3 separate regions of the Zea mays genome follow, and regions 2 and 3 are each linked to region 1. A link is a contact called in public Hi-C data. All regions are on one chromosome and are shown on one strand. Each heading gives the region's core, a stretch centred on a gene start, on an enhancer-like site or on the middle of the called end of the contact. The rest is flanking DNA. Distances are from core to core; before and after follow the strand shown. Region 1 holds the start of LOC100273069. Region 2 holds the start of LOC100283257. Region 3 holds the start of LOC100282937 (TRAF type zinc finger domain containing 1).

Region 1 (4,340 bases), core at 1,680-4,179:
CTTGAAAATATAAAACAACGAGAGGCCATGCACCCATAAGATAGGGTGGTTTCCTAGGCATGTATGAGAAGGACAAATATACACTAGAATCATTAGAGGACTTGAAAGCTATGAAACAACGAGAGGCCCTGTACACAAAAGTTAGGGAAAGAGAATGACATTATGTTGGAATGCTTGAATAGTATCAAAGTTCTAGCTAGTTACTCCTTTAATGTAAAAATGCTAATAAATATGAAGGAGAAGAAATTTGTGCACATAAAGTATGATGGCTATCACATGCTGATCACTCAACTACTTCTAATTATGTTGTGGGGTGTCCTTCCAAACAATGTTAGAAAAATAATCATAAAGTTATGCACTTTCCTGAATCTAATATCACAAAAGGTAATCGATTCATGCAACCTAAAGAGATTACAGAACGACGTTATGTAATGCATGGCCACTTTTGAGCTATTTTTTCCTCCATCGTTCTTTGATATTATGACATATCTCATGGTTCACATTATCAAAGAAAATGACATCTTGGACCTATCTTTCTACATAATGTGTTCTCATTAAAGAGATGCATGAAAATTATAAAGAAGTATGTTCGTTAACGTTCTAGCCCTTAAGGATGCATTGCTAAGGGTTACAAGACAAAAGAAATGATTGTGTTCTGTTGACTATATTGATGAACTTAAGTCAATTGGTGTTTCGTTGTCACGCCACGAGGGGAGACTAGTGGGAAAAGTATCACTTGGAAAGAAGTCGATATAGACTAATGATAAATTTTATTTGATAAAACATATTACACGGTATGCAATAGTCTTCTTTAGTGGCTCCAAATATCAAGCAACATAATAAATTATTATATTTTGAGAACCCCAGGAAGTATGAGCCCTAGATTATATGCCAACACATTGATACTTTTGCATGTTGATTGCAACAACACCTGAAAGGTGATGGGGTATTGATAAATGTGACAATGAGCTCTAAATTTTACACTATAAGATTTAAAGATCGAATCGGATTAGGATCAGACTCTATTTCTATTCATTTTTGAACTAAAATTTATTTAGGGCCCTACCATTTTGTGAAGAAGCATTTGGATCGCGATCCATTACCACCCCTAGGTATTGATAATCAACTAGCATGGTTGGCTTGGGGTCTATCTTTCTTGATCTTGACATTCGAAGGATACGAGATAAATGGATAAATATTTTACACAAGAGCACAAGACAACAACACTAACCAAAATAGTGTCATTCATATAAATGCCACAAACAATGATGGAAACGAGTACTCATACTATAGTTATAAAGAGGAGATATAGAAACTAGAGTATGGATCTTATTTAAAGATCCCTCTATTTTGTTGTCAATGGATGAAGCCAAATACAAGAGACGTAATAGTTAAACCAGGTATGGAATGCCCACCACTGACCTCAATTTGATTGGATATAGAGATGAACCATTCGTCCTGCTAAGGATGTACCTTGTCGGGCTAAGGTACAGTTATGCTTGTGCAGTGGAAGTACGAGCAAGGGAAGGATGTACCAATGGGTGGTGGGGAGGGAAGGGGAGGGAGAGTGATGGGATTCAACTATTCAAGGTGAGGCCCCGCCATGTTGGCTTAGGTTGGGTAGGCAGGGTGGGATGTGAGAGACAACAGATGTGAGAATAGGGTCTTATACTTAGAATTTTACCTCTATACTGTGCTAAGTTGTATTCTTATTGGGTCTTCATATTGTGCGTATTAATAAGATTATATTCATGATAATATTGATAATCTTTACTATAAACTTGATCAGGTTTAAAATAAGGGTGTATTAACATTTACCAAAAATAAGAGTAAATAGGTACCAAGGACAAGGAGACATGTAGAAAAAAAATTGTGAGGGCTACATTATACTTCAAAACTACTGGGCGTGGACAACCAGCACTGCAACACATATGTGAATAACACACCCCGTGTCTACCTAATAATTATATATATTACCTACGTGAACAAAACGACCAGATATGCTTGTACGTAATCGTGAAGAAAGCAGGCGCGCGGCAGTTAATTAAACTCCAGCCATGAACGGCAGCTGCATGGACGTCTAGACGGTGGTGGCAGGGCGGCGACATGGGGCTAGCTAGACGCCGCCGCAGCGGTAGGTGATCTTGCACGTCCTGCCGACCCTGACCACGTAAGTGTGCTGCGGCTTGACGAGGAAGGGGGGCAGCCGCAGCAGCGCCTCGCAGACGCAGTCCTTCTGCACCTCCTTGAGCCATCGGCAGCAGTCACGGTACGCGCGGAGCTCTTCATCGTGGTGGTCATGGTCGTCGTCGTCGTCATTATCATCGTCGTTATTGTCGTCGTCGTCGTCGTCGTGGTCATCGTCGTGGTCCGGGTCGTCAGTGTCATGGTGGTCGTTGTCGTCGTCGTCATGGTCATCGTTGTTGTCGTCATGATCGTCGTCGTGATCAGGATCGTCGGCGTTGTGGTTGTCGCCGTCGTCCCGCAGACGCCCATGGCGGCCACGCCCACGGCCTCGACCGCGCCCGCCGCGGGTGCGGTTGCTTTGGTGCTGGTGGTGACCAACGGTGCGGTTCCCAGAGACGACCCCGTGGCTGCCGTTATTCCTCGCCATCAGTGCCGAGAAGCTCATGGCCGCCGCGTGGTGGCTGCGACGGTCGCGGTCATGATGCTCGTCGTCGCCGTCGTCGTCATCGTCATCATCCTCGTCGTCGTGGTGGTGCTCGTCGGGTGGACTCGGCGGCAGGATGGAGCAGGCCTGGCTGGCGATGGCGAACTGGCTAATGCAGAACGCCTTGGCGCCCTTTGGCGTCTGCGCGACGACGGCGAGGAGGGACGGGAGGAGGAGCAGGACGGCGGCGACCACCGCGACGTGAGGCGCCGGGGCCGCCATCGTCTCGTGGCCTAGCTGCTAGCGTGCTCCGCCGTTGTGAAGCCTCCCTAGATCGCTGGCGGCGTGCGACTTGTTTATATAAAGACGTGGATTGTTTATTTTCAAGTAGTTGGGTCAGCCGCTGCACGGTCTGGATTAGGTGCTTCCTCCGTAACCAGACGAGTAGGAGTGAGCGGAGCATCGGTGAATTAGGTGCTTCATACCAGCGGCATGCATGGCCACCCTGTTTACGTACTGGTTGCTGCTGGTGAGAGGTCAGTGGCTCTTTGGTCGTGCATGCAACTCACTTGTTTTTTTTTCTTAGTGCTGTTCGACCAACACAAGTCATAAACTAAATGGAACTATACTTGTGATTGCAGATACATTATCAGATAAGATTTGTATTTTTTTATTCTAGAGAAACAGAAATGATCAACCACAAGTCATCATTAGAAGATGTTTAGTTTCTAGAGACTAATTTCTAGGTTAACTAAAATTTCCATATTAAATAAAATAAAATTGAGCGAACCTAGAAACCAAACACCCCTTAGTTCGACCATGCTCTTATATATAAGCAGGTGCAACGGGCAAAATGATTTATATTTCTCTTTTTTAGGCATATATGTACGCTGTGCTCAAACAGTTTCGGCAAGACATCAGAGCAGCTGGCTGTCGTCTGATGAGGCCAGGAGGAATTCAGCAATGGAATCGAGGACTGTTGCACTAACAAACAGTACAATGTAAGACTACGATCGGTTGATAGAAGACACCCTACACCCCTACAACTCAGCTCTGCGTGTGGTCGCGCAGTCTAAACCCCTACTAGGGTACAAACAGCAGTTCAGGCAGCCCGACCGCCGTAGAATCCATGAGATACATCTGTACAAGGAGGCAGGTACCAGCTCCCACTTTCCTGGAGTGCTCCACCTCCGTGGGTGCCTTCAACCTGAAGCAGAGACACCAGACAGACTCTCCCACAGGTTAAGCCCCCACAGACCAAGGAAAGCATCAGAGCACCTGAAACAAACGGGGTGGTCAGATGAAACAGAAAAAGACAACACCTTTGTAATAAACCTCAACAAAAAAAACACTGCCAATGTAACAAACGGCCTACCGCTTCGATACCGAAAAAGGTTATCTAGGTCTCCATCCACCATGACCTGCAGTGTGAAAGGTAGATTTGAGTATCCACAATTTTTACTCGCCAAGCAAGAGAGTCTGAGAAACTTCCTTTCATAAAATACCCAGTGGCCGTTATATTAACATCTAACGCCAAGCAAATGGAATAAATACATCTTTGTAATTAACAAGTAGTAACAGGGATTACAGTGAATGGACTGCTGACAAAAGGCTACTTTTCCAAAGTAAACATAAAATGGAGAACAGGATTCCAATCCTAGTCAACAAAACTACGGCACTCTTTTTCCACGTCGTTCCCGCCTGACTATAAGCTGAAGCTCATGAATTA
Region 2 (4,086 bases), core at 279-2,778, 140 kb after region 1:
AAATAAAAATAAAAATAGCAAAAAGGTAGTCATGTCCACGCAAGGCGAGGGACCGAATTTCGGTGGACCATTCACGTTGCGCACTCGTGCCAGGCCAGGCATGGCGAGCGAGAGCATGCAGGTGTAGTACTCCGTCCTCTCTCCCCTCATTCATGATTTGGTGAGAGAGAAACACCACCACATATAAACTAGTCTAACTCTACTTAAACTATCAATATGGGACCATTTCCTTATCATATATAGGTCTTTGAGATTTTATAGGATTTAATTAATTTTTTCTATAGGGCTACGCCCACAAAATCCAAAGGACCAACATCGCCATCTCCCTAGGATAGGAGATCATTCCTTTTAATCCCTCGGATTAGGCTTTAGGACTCATATCGTCATCGAGGTAGTCTCGGATTAGTAAACTACGGACTTAGGATGATCAAGAGGTCTAAGTTTTATATCAGTCTCCAATATATCATTATAAACCTATTCTACCTTGAATTTACATAAGATTTCGTTATAGACTTTAGAGGGTGTTTGGCATAACGCATAACTTCAGAGCAACTCCAATAGTTCTTAAAAAAGAGTTTGTTAAAATCATGTTTAGCAAGTTGCTAAATAGCTATTGGAAGTAAAAAATAACTTAGTCTCCAATAGTTGCTCATATTTAGGAAGTATTTTGAATCTAGCTTTGGCAGCCCTGCCTCCCATGATATCTGGCTGACAATAAGGTTGAGAGCAGAGGATGTCGAGGACGGAAGAGAAAAGGCCGGTCGACATTAACTATGGAGGAGTGATGGTCCGGTGGCGCAACCTATGAGGAAGTTGGGTTCGACGGTAAAGGAGAAACGTGTGTCACACGTGTTTGACCTAGCTACCTCACTATGCTAGAAAGTGGGAAAAAAAGTGTGCTATACCTGGCTATCTCAGTGTGTGGAAAAGGGAAAAATAATCACGCTAATGTGAATAAATTGACGCCAACTGTATTAAGGGAGTTCCTATCGAGTTGCTAAATTTGGAGAGTAAATAGAGTTTAATAGCAACTAAGTAAATTTAGCAAGTCTATTTAGAGAACCATTGGAGAAGCATTTTTCTGTTTACTTTTTATATTTAAGATTTAGAGAGTTCTTTAGGGAACTAGTGGTGTTGCTCTCAGAGCAAGATTTTATAAAGAACTAGTTAGAGTCAGCCAAACTCTCTTAAACTCCCTAAAATTTGAGAGCTAAGGTACAAATCTTTTTTTATTGCTCTGAAACAACTAAAAGTCAACTCATGAAGTTTGAAAAATATTTATCCATCACTATTACCGGTTATAAAGACAATCTAGAGTTGCTCCACCTATAACTTTATAACAAATCTGGTATGCCAAACACCCTCTAATAAATTCATTACTCCTCCACGGCAACTTCAATCTCCCGCTGCAATATCCACCGCAACAGAGAAGAGGAGTCGACACGGTTTGTGGTTTTGTGCCGTCACATTAATGCTATTCGTGGGCCCAGATGCAGACCTGACAGCCTGTGCCACTGCTCAACCGCTCGGCGTTCTATGAATAAACGACCACGCGCTTCTCTCCGCTCTTCCCTCCCCATTATTACTGGAACAAAAAGAAAAAAAACACGAGAAAAATCAAATCAGGAGACGGGGATTCCAGAGAGCCCCGTTCGGGTAGGGAAGGGAAGGAGAGGCGAAGCGGAGGCGAGATGGGGGCGGCCGAATCCGTGCCGGAGACCTCCATACACGAATTCACCGTCAAGGTGCGGCGATCCCCATCCCGAGATCACGCTCCTGCGTGGTCCTGTTTGTATTTTTAGTTTCTTTTTCTGATTTTTTTTCGCAAAAAGATAATTTTGGGGTTTATTCGTGGAGCAGGATTGCAACGGCAAGGAAGTGAGCCTGGAAACCTACAAGGGGAAGGTCCTCCTTGTTGTTAACGTCGCCTCCAAATGGTACGCTATCTTTCCCTGACAGTTGGAAGAATTTGTTCTTGGTATTCTCGTGGTTCGGGAGATGCTGAGACAGTTTTGATGTTCTCGATGCCGTCAGTGGGTTCACGGAGACCAATTACACGCAGCTGACGGAGCTTTATCAGAAGTACAGGGACAAAGGTCTGTTCTTTGCCTGATGTGGTTCTTGATCTGTTGTTGCGCCTGAAATGTGAATCTCTCTGGAAGTTGGTGCGTAGAAGTGGGTAATTGGAGTAGTGCACGTTGATGCTTGTTGGAACAGTGGTTCTTGTCTTCTGTTTGAAGTGGAATGGCAAAAAATCACGAAAAATATTCTCCTGAAAAAAGTGTGCGAGTAGTCTTGCCCAAGGGAGATTTTACATTGCTTGCCACACAGCATTCATACCAAAAGCTTTGTTTACCTGTAGCTCATTTCTTCAACTATTTTCAGACATGCATGTGTTTTATGCAGCTTAGATTAGATAGGCAGCTGGTGAAGTGCGCATACAATTTCATTGCATTCGCTTATCAAATCTGAATGATCTCCCGTTTTCTGGAGTGCTTGGATAGTAGTTCTAACTTGCAGATACCTTTTGAGGATCAGCGAAGGGTTCTGAAAGGAGCCTGTGAGAACCCTGTTTCCCAAAGAAGATGGTTTGTTTCCTTGAGGATTGTTTTCCCAAATTTCTTCGACAACTAAAATTAGCTTCCACCTAACATTTTCTGGCTCTCAGCCAACATTGCACTGTTTGGTGAAATTAAATAAAAATTGTATGACTGTTTGGCGAAATTAAATCAAAACTGTATGGAGTTTAAATGACGCTAGAATGATAATGTTTTTCTTGCTACTAAGGCCGTCTGCAGTAGTCTATCCATAGTTTACCCAAAAACATTGTTTTGCACTGTAGACTGTATTGTTCGCAGAGTGGAGTTTAAATATAGGTATGGGGATGTGTAAGCTACTTGAGATAGTCTAAGGCATCAAGTACTGTACCCACTTACACTTGCAGCAAATTTGCTCTGTTGTGAATTCAGTATATGGCTATCAAACAATCCCATTGTCTTTTGCAACTATGCCTGTGTGTACTTTGATTCAGTCTGCGCTTGATATTCCATTGAAATGGTTTTATTCTCTAGATCTAACAGAAACTGATTTTACTTCCAATCTTGCTAGACTTCGAGATATTGGCATTCCCTTGCAATCAGTTCTTGCGACAGGAGCCAGGTACTGATCAGCAGATACAAGACTTTGCTTGCACCAGATTTAAAGCTGAATACCCAGTTTTTCAGAAGGTGAGAACTGTTTACCAGACTTGCTAGCTTGCTAGGGAACTTTTGGTCCTTTTTCTTAGATAAGGTACTCTGAACAGTAGTCTCGTTTACCTGGCAGCTAGAATAATATTGGATATTACTTACGCTAATTTCTAGAAGATGCAAAGATCGCATGGCAGAATACATCAATTTGGAAACTAACAACATGTGGTAGAAATACCCTTAGTCCTATAACTCGACGATGCGTTGTTATATTGGTTTTTAGTTGGCCACAATCAGACAAGTTGCAGAAGCGTGTTTAAAGACGCAATCTGCATCTGCATCTCACCATCTAAAAAGTACGATTAATCAGCCATGGTGAGAATTTGCTGGCACGCGCATTGATATTTTGGATAGACCTGACAGGTTGACATCAACGTGCAAACCGGAGCTGTGTGTTCTTATATTGCTAATTAAAGAAAGCTGATTGCATTCTAAACTCGGGTTTTGCAGGTGCGCGTAAACGGACCAGATGCGGCGCCGGTTTACAAGTTTCTGAAAGCTAGCAAGCCTGGTTTGTTTGGGTCATCAAGGATCAAATGGAACTTTACCAAGTTTCTGGTGGACAAAGATGGGAAGGTCATCGAGAGATACGGAACCTCGACAGCTCCAATGGCAATTGAGGTCTCCTTCCCTCTCTGTCTCTGTCTCTCTCTCCCTCTCCAGACGTCTGCCTACGTTTTCTTTTTGATGCATGGATTCGTGTTTCTTCGACTCTGCAGAAGGACATCCAGAAGGCCCTTGAGGAATAATTTTTTGTGAGCTTGTCTCGTCTCATCCACCACACACTTGCAGCAGAAATAGGCACTTGCTGAAATATTTCGTCGTAGTAACATTCAGA
Region 3 (4,394 bases), core at 1,524-4,023, 230 kb before region 1:
TATTGTTTCTTTGCAAAGAGAGCAACTGATCTGTATGCAAGAAGGAAAAAATATTTAATGCAGTAAAATATAATTACCTAAACCAGGAGTTCTAAACGACCTGGGCATAAAAACTACATTTACTCCTCTTGCTCCTATACATCGACATTATTTCACTAGCTCATAGTTTCAATTGCTCAATGTAACACAAAACAAAATGCATATGCAAATTGCAAGTATATGAAGCAGCTACCACATTATCAAGGTGATAAGAAAAGGACCGGTGTAATAAATATGTTAATTCTAACTGTGTAAATTCTGCAATAGTGCAATTAGCTTAAAAGGTAAGCATGGTGCAATCATACATATGATCCCATTTACTATGTCTATAAGAGCCAAATTTACAACATTATTAAAATGAAAATAAGTATTGTCAATCATGCAAAGAGAGAATGATTAAGTATGTCATGGATGTCATAAGAAATCACACTTCAAAGTTCAAACAATTGCAAACATACCGGGGCATGGTTTGCATCATAGTGTTCATCCATAAGTTTCCTAGGAATCATTTCTCCACAGTGCTGGCACTTTTGGAGGTTACGGGCACAATGTACAGAATGCAAGTCGATGTTCGAAGAAGGGATCTCTCGTTGACTGATAAACATAAAAGATAAAGAAAATTAAGCGATACCTAACACCTGACCTGGCAAATAAAGTATGGCTGCTTTAACTCATCAGACTACAGTTCACCAGCAAGTAACAAGCTGCATAAAGCTTGACTAACAACAGTAGTTGGGCACACTGTAGAATGGAGAAAGTGCTGATCCAGAAAAAATCCTATTCTAAAAAGAATGAGAATATAAAGAGATTTAATTGTGTTTAGATATTGATACCCTCTACCATGACTGATTCATTTTAGTTGCTAACAATTAACGCTACGAAGAACAAACCATGTTATTGTAGGCAACCAGGCGAAAGGGCCTCTAACATAATGGTTAAGACTTCTGAGTAGCACCTTCAGGTCCTAGGTTCGATCCCCTCAAGGGTGAATTTATGGCTTGGTTAAAAAAATCCCCTCGATGTGTCTGCCCGCTCTTGAGTTACGTCCTGCACGCCACCCTCCGGCTGGGCCGTTGCAGAGTGGACGGTGACAGCCTGCTAGTGATGGGGGCTAGGGTTCAGGGATTTTCTTGGCCAGGATCATGTTTCGGTCTCTTCTTAATATAATATCGGGAAGGCGGTTTTTCCTTCCCCAGCCGAGTTTTTTTTTCTGTAGGCAACCAAGTATAGGATCCATAATTGGATGGTCGTTAGCAAGATCGCTACTAGGTCCACCGGTGGTTAACTGTACAACAGAATACCAGGACTTGATTCTGCCTTCTATGTTGTATTTGTACTACAGTTGTGTTGAATACAAGTCAAGCATTCTGCAACCACCTACTCTTACCAGGGGCGAAGCCAGCATTTGAGATTGAGAGGGACAAATTAGATTGAGGGGGCTGTTAAGAGGTATTTTACATTATTTATATGGTGATTAGCTAAAAAAATTAGTAGCTTCTATGGAATTTGTAGAAGATTAGGGGGGACATTGCCCCCCTGTGCCCCTCCCTAGAATCGCCCCTGACTCTTACACAGATACAGTTTGTTCATCATTTGTATAAGTAATAAACAAATGAACCCAAAAAGAATAAACACGTAAACACACATTGTCTTTACATTGGATAAAAACAAATAACAATGCCTTGGTACCAATGATTAGGAAAGATTCTCCGGGGTTTTTTTTTCCTCCAACCAACAGTTGATTAGTCCATCTAAGGTTATTTCAGCAATATGTGCAGAAATACATATACCAACCATCGCACAAGTCATCATTCATTCTGATCTGTAATTGTTTCGCTAGCTTGAAATGAAAAATTATAGCAGATCTAGGCTTAGTCACTATTAGGGGGTGTTTGGTTTGAGGATCAACTCATCCTAGATGAGGCGGTGCATCATGAGTTCATTTCACGAATCCAATGAATCACCCCATTCTCATGCTTGTACTAACTAATTATTAGCTTGAGGGATGAGGGAGGAGGATTGGTGGAGAATCTAACAAACTCTTGAGTGAGAAAAATGATGAACCACTCCATATCTCAAACCGAGCACAACATAGGCTGTCTGGGTGAGTAGCTCTAGAGGTTCAAATATGGCCATAGATTAGAACGTCGCATATCTTTCTAACTCCAAATATGGTGCTACGACAACGCCAATAACGTCATCAACATACTGATCACGCGGTACGGCGGATCAGAACCCAACAAACAGCGTCTCTCGTCACCATAGAAATTCTCCTCCTCCTCGACCGCATCGGGGTTCTCCCCAGCTCAGATCCAAGCCTACGAGATCAAGCGCATCACCCGACACGGCGATGCACGTGCACCAAGGGACCGGGAAGCGTGAGGAACAGGGAGAAGGGAAAGAAATTCGGAGCCAGTAACGGACCAATGGGCGCAGGTGGACATGTCGGCCACAGCTGCGGCGGGATCGGAGTCGGCGGCTGCCGCTGCCATGGTGGTTCCTGATGGGCTCGCCTCGCCGTTTGGCCTGCAGCTCCCGATCAGATCGGCGAAGGGGCGCTCCCCTCTCCCGCAGTCGAGACGGCCGCCGCCGAGCAGAGACAGGCTGCGGGTGAGTCGGGGCGGAGACGCAGTCGGGGCACGGACATTAGGCGAGAAGGGGGTCGGTCAGGCGTGGCATGCTTCAGTTTTTCGCATTAACTGCTGTAGCTACTACTGGCATCGACTTTCACCTTCCCTTCTTCCGCGTGTCAAACAAGCATTTTTATAGTTTGGGACTTTATTTTCGCAAGAGAAAAAATAAAGTAATTTTTTAAATTTTTCTTTGAAAAATAAAAATTCCTTGAAAAAAATGAGATTATCAAACTAACCCTTTGGTATTTATAGGGTATTTAGTTTAAGGAATAAATTAGTTCATCATTTTCTAACTCCTCACTTTTGTTTGGTTTGCGAAATGAATGAGTTGATACATCACCACCTCATTCTTTATACTTAGTTAGTTGAGATCATCCAACTAAATTTGAGAAATAAACTCATGATGTACCATTACATATTGAATGGAGTGATTCTTCAAACCAAACACTCAATTAGACTATCTTCATTAGACTCCTTGCCTCACTCCCTACCTCACTCTCTATTTCAAACTCCACTCTACAAACAGTGTAATCTACAGTGCAAAACAGTACTTTGCACGCCCATTTACATGACATGTTGAAGATGGCCTTAGGGCATGTTTGAAAGCATCCAGTTTTAAAGAAACTGGTTTATGAAAACTGAGGTGTTCCAAACATACCAATATACATCTCAGTTTACATATTAAAAACCAAGAAACTAGCCTCTCCTAACTAAACCCAGTTTATGAAAACTAAGGTGATTCCAAACACTATAAACCCATTTTTTCGTAAGATATTTTCTAAAAAAATTAGAGATAAAAACCAAATTCTTAAAAACTAGGTTGCTTTCAAACAGGTCTTAATTTATCTGCTTTTGATGACTTTTTTATTGAATCTATAATAATTTTACTATTTGAGCAACACACAATAAAAATAGAGGTTGGTGAAAGAAAGTACCACGTAATTATATATATGGTCTTTCTTTACCCAAAGAGGGCGGTATTTGTTTAACTACTACATGTTTGGAAGCACCCTGATTAGATCTAACGTCTCTAGTTATCTGGTTATATATGTGCACATGATACATATATTAATCATCATCATCTATCTAGATATAAGGTTTCTAGTTGTATCTAGTTGTTTGGTATATTTTGCTAAAGACACCCTTCCACGTGGTGAGAGTGTAGTGGTGGAAGATGTTATTTATAAATTACAATGATCAAGCAGAGATATTAGATCTAAGATAAATAATGATGATTTAATATATGCACCATGTACAATAATCTTTCATGCACTGGATATATATCATCTTCATACATATATCACCCCTACAGCTCTGCATATGTTATGTCTAAATCCTCTAGCTCTCTCAGAGCAACTCCAACAAAGATCCAAACTGAGTCGTATCTTAAAATACAGGGGACCAGAAAATAGTCTCCAACATTGCAGTAAATTCATATAAGACTTCACTCTTACGTTGTTTGGCGCTTGATTTTTCTGTGCTAGCCCGTTTGGTTATTGATAAATAGATGTTTAAGGCCTGATTGTTGGCAGATAATATGTTAGGGTCCTAAAACAAATCAAATCAGGTCAAAAACAATATTTAGGACTCAAATATAGGTCTCTTTTTTGGAGTTGCTCTCCGGACTCCGGAGGAGTCAGAGATAAAAATAGGAACGAGCAATATCTATTTTATTTAATTGTGCTAATCAAGATTTAAAACTCAAAGATATCTGACTGACAC

Evidence for each region. Hi-C and Micro-C count contacts between places; a contact is called where the count stands out from the background.
Region 2: a contact with region 1 is called in a Hi-C map of ear, with 1.8 times the contacts expected there. The contact joins the promoter of LOC100283257 here to the promoter of LOC100273069 in region 1. A contact is called at or near these places in 3 of 25 Hi-C or Micro-C datasets (ear and leaf).
Region 3: a contact with region 1 is called in a Hi-C map of ear, with 1.8 times the contacts expected there. The contact joins the promoter of LOC100282937 here to the promoter of LOC100273069 in region 1. A contact is called at or near these places in 3 of 25 Hi-C or Micro-C datasets (ear, endosperm and leaf).

Annotation. Positions count from the first base shown.
Region 1 is chr9:134,130,596-134,134,935 of Zm-B73-REFERENCE-NAM-5.0, reverse strand. It overlaps LOC100273069, which reads right to left and starts at 2,929. Exons shown (of 1, transcript NM_001147518.1): 1 at 1,840-2,929. The coding sequence starts at 2,893. The coding sequence ends at 2,117. LOC103639119 (protein HUA2-LIKE 2) reads right to left here. Exons shown (of 14, transcript XM_035962675.1): 13 at 3,987-4,032; 14 at 3,420-3,889. The coding sequence ends at 4,007.
Region 2 is chr9:133,993,592-133,997,677 of Zm-B73-REFERENCE-NAM-5.0, reverse strand. LOC100283257 reads left to right here and starts at 1,528. Exons shown (of 6, transcript NM_001156159.2): 1 at 1,528-1,745; 2 at 1,861-1,937; 3 at 2,035-2,096; 4 at 3,109-3,227; 5 at 3,699-3,869; 6 at 3,968-4,086. The coding sequence starts at 1,692. The coding sequence ends at 3,997.
Region 3 is chr9:134,361,450-134,365,843 of Zm-B73-REFERENCE-NAM-5.0, reverse strand. It overlaps LOC100282937 (TRAF type zinc finger domain containing 1), which reads right to left and starts at 2,773. Exons shown (of 5, transcript NM_001397647.1): 1 at 2,464-2,773; 2 at 498-633; 3 at 1-30. The coding sequence starts at 2,531. LOC103639124 (alpha-N-acetylglucosaminidase) reads right to left here. Exons shown (of 19, transcript NM_001328056.1): 19 at 4,322-4,394.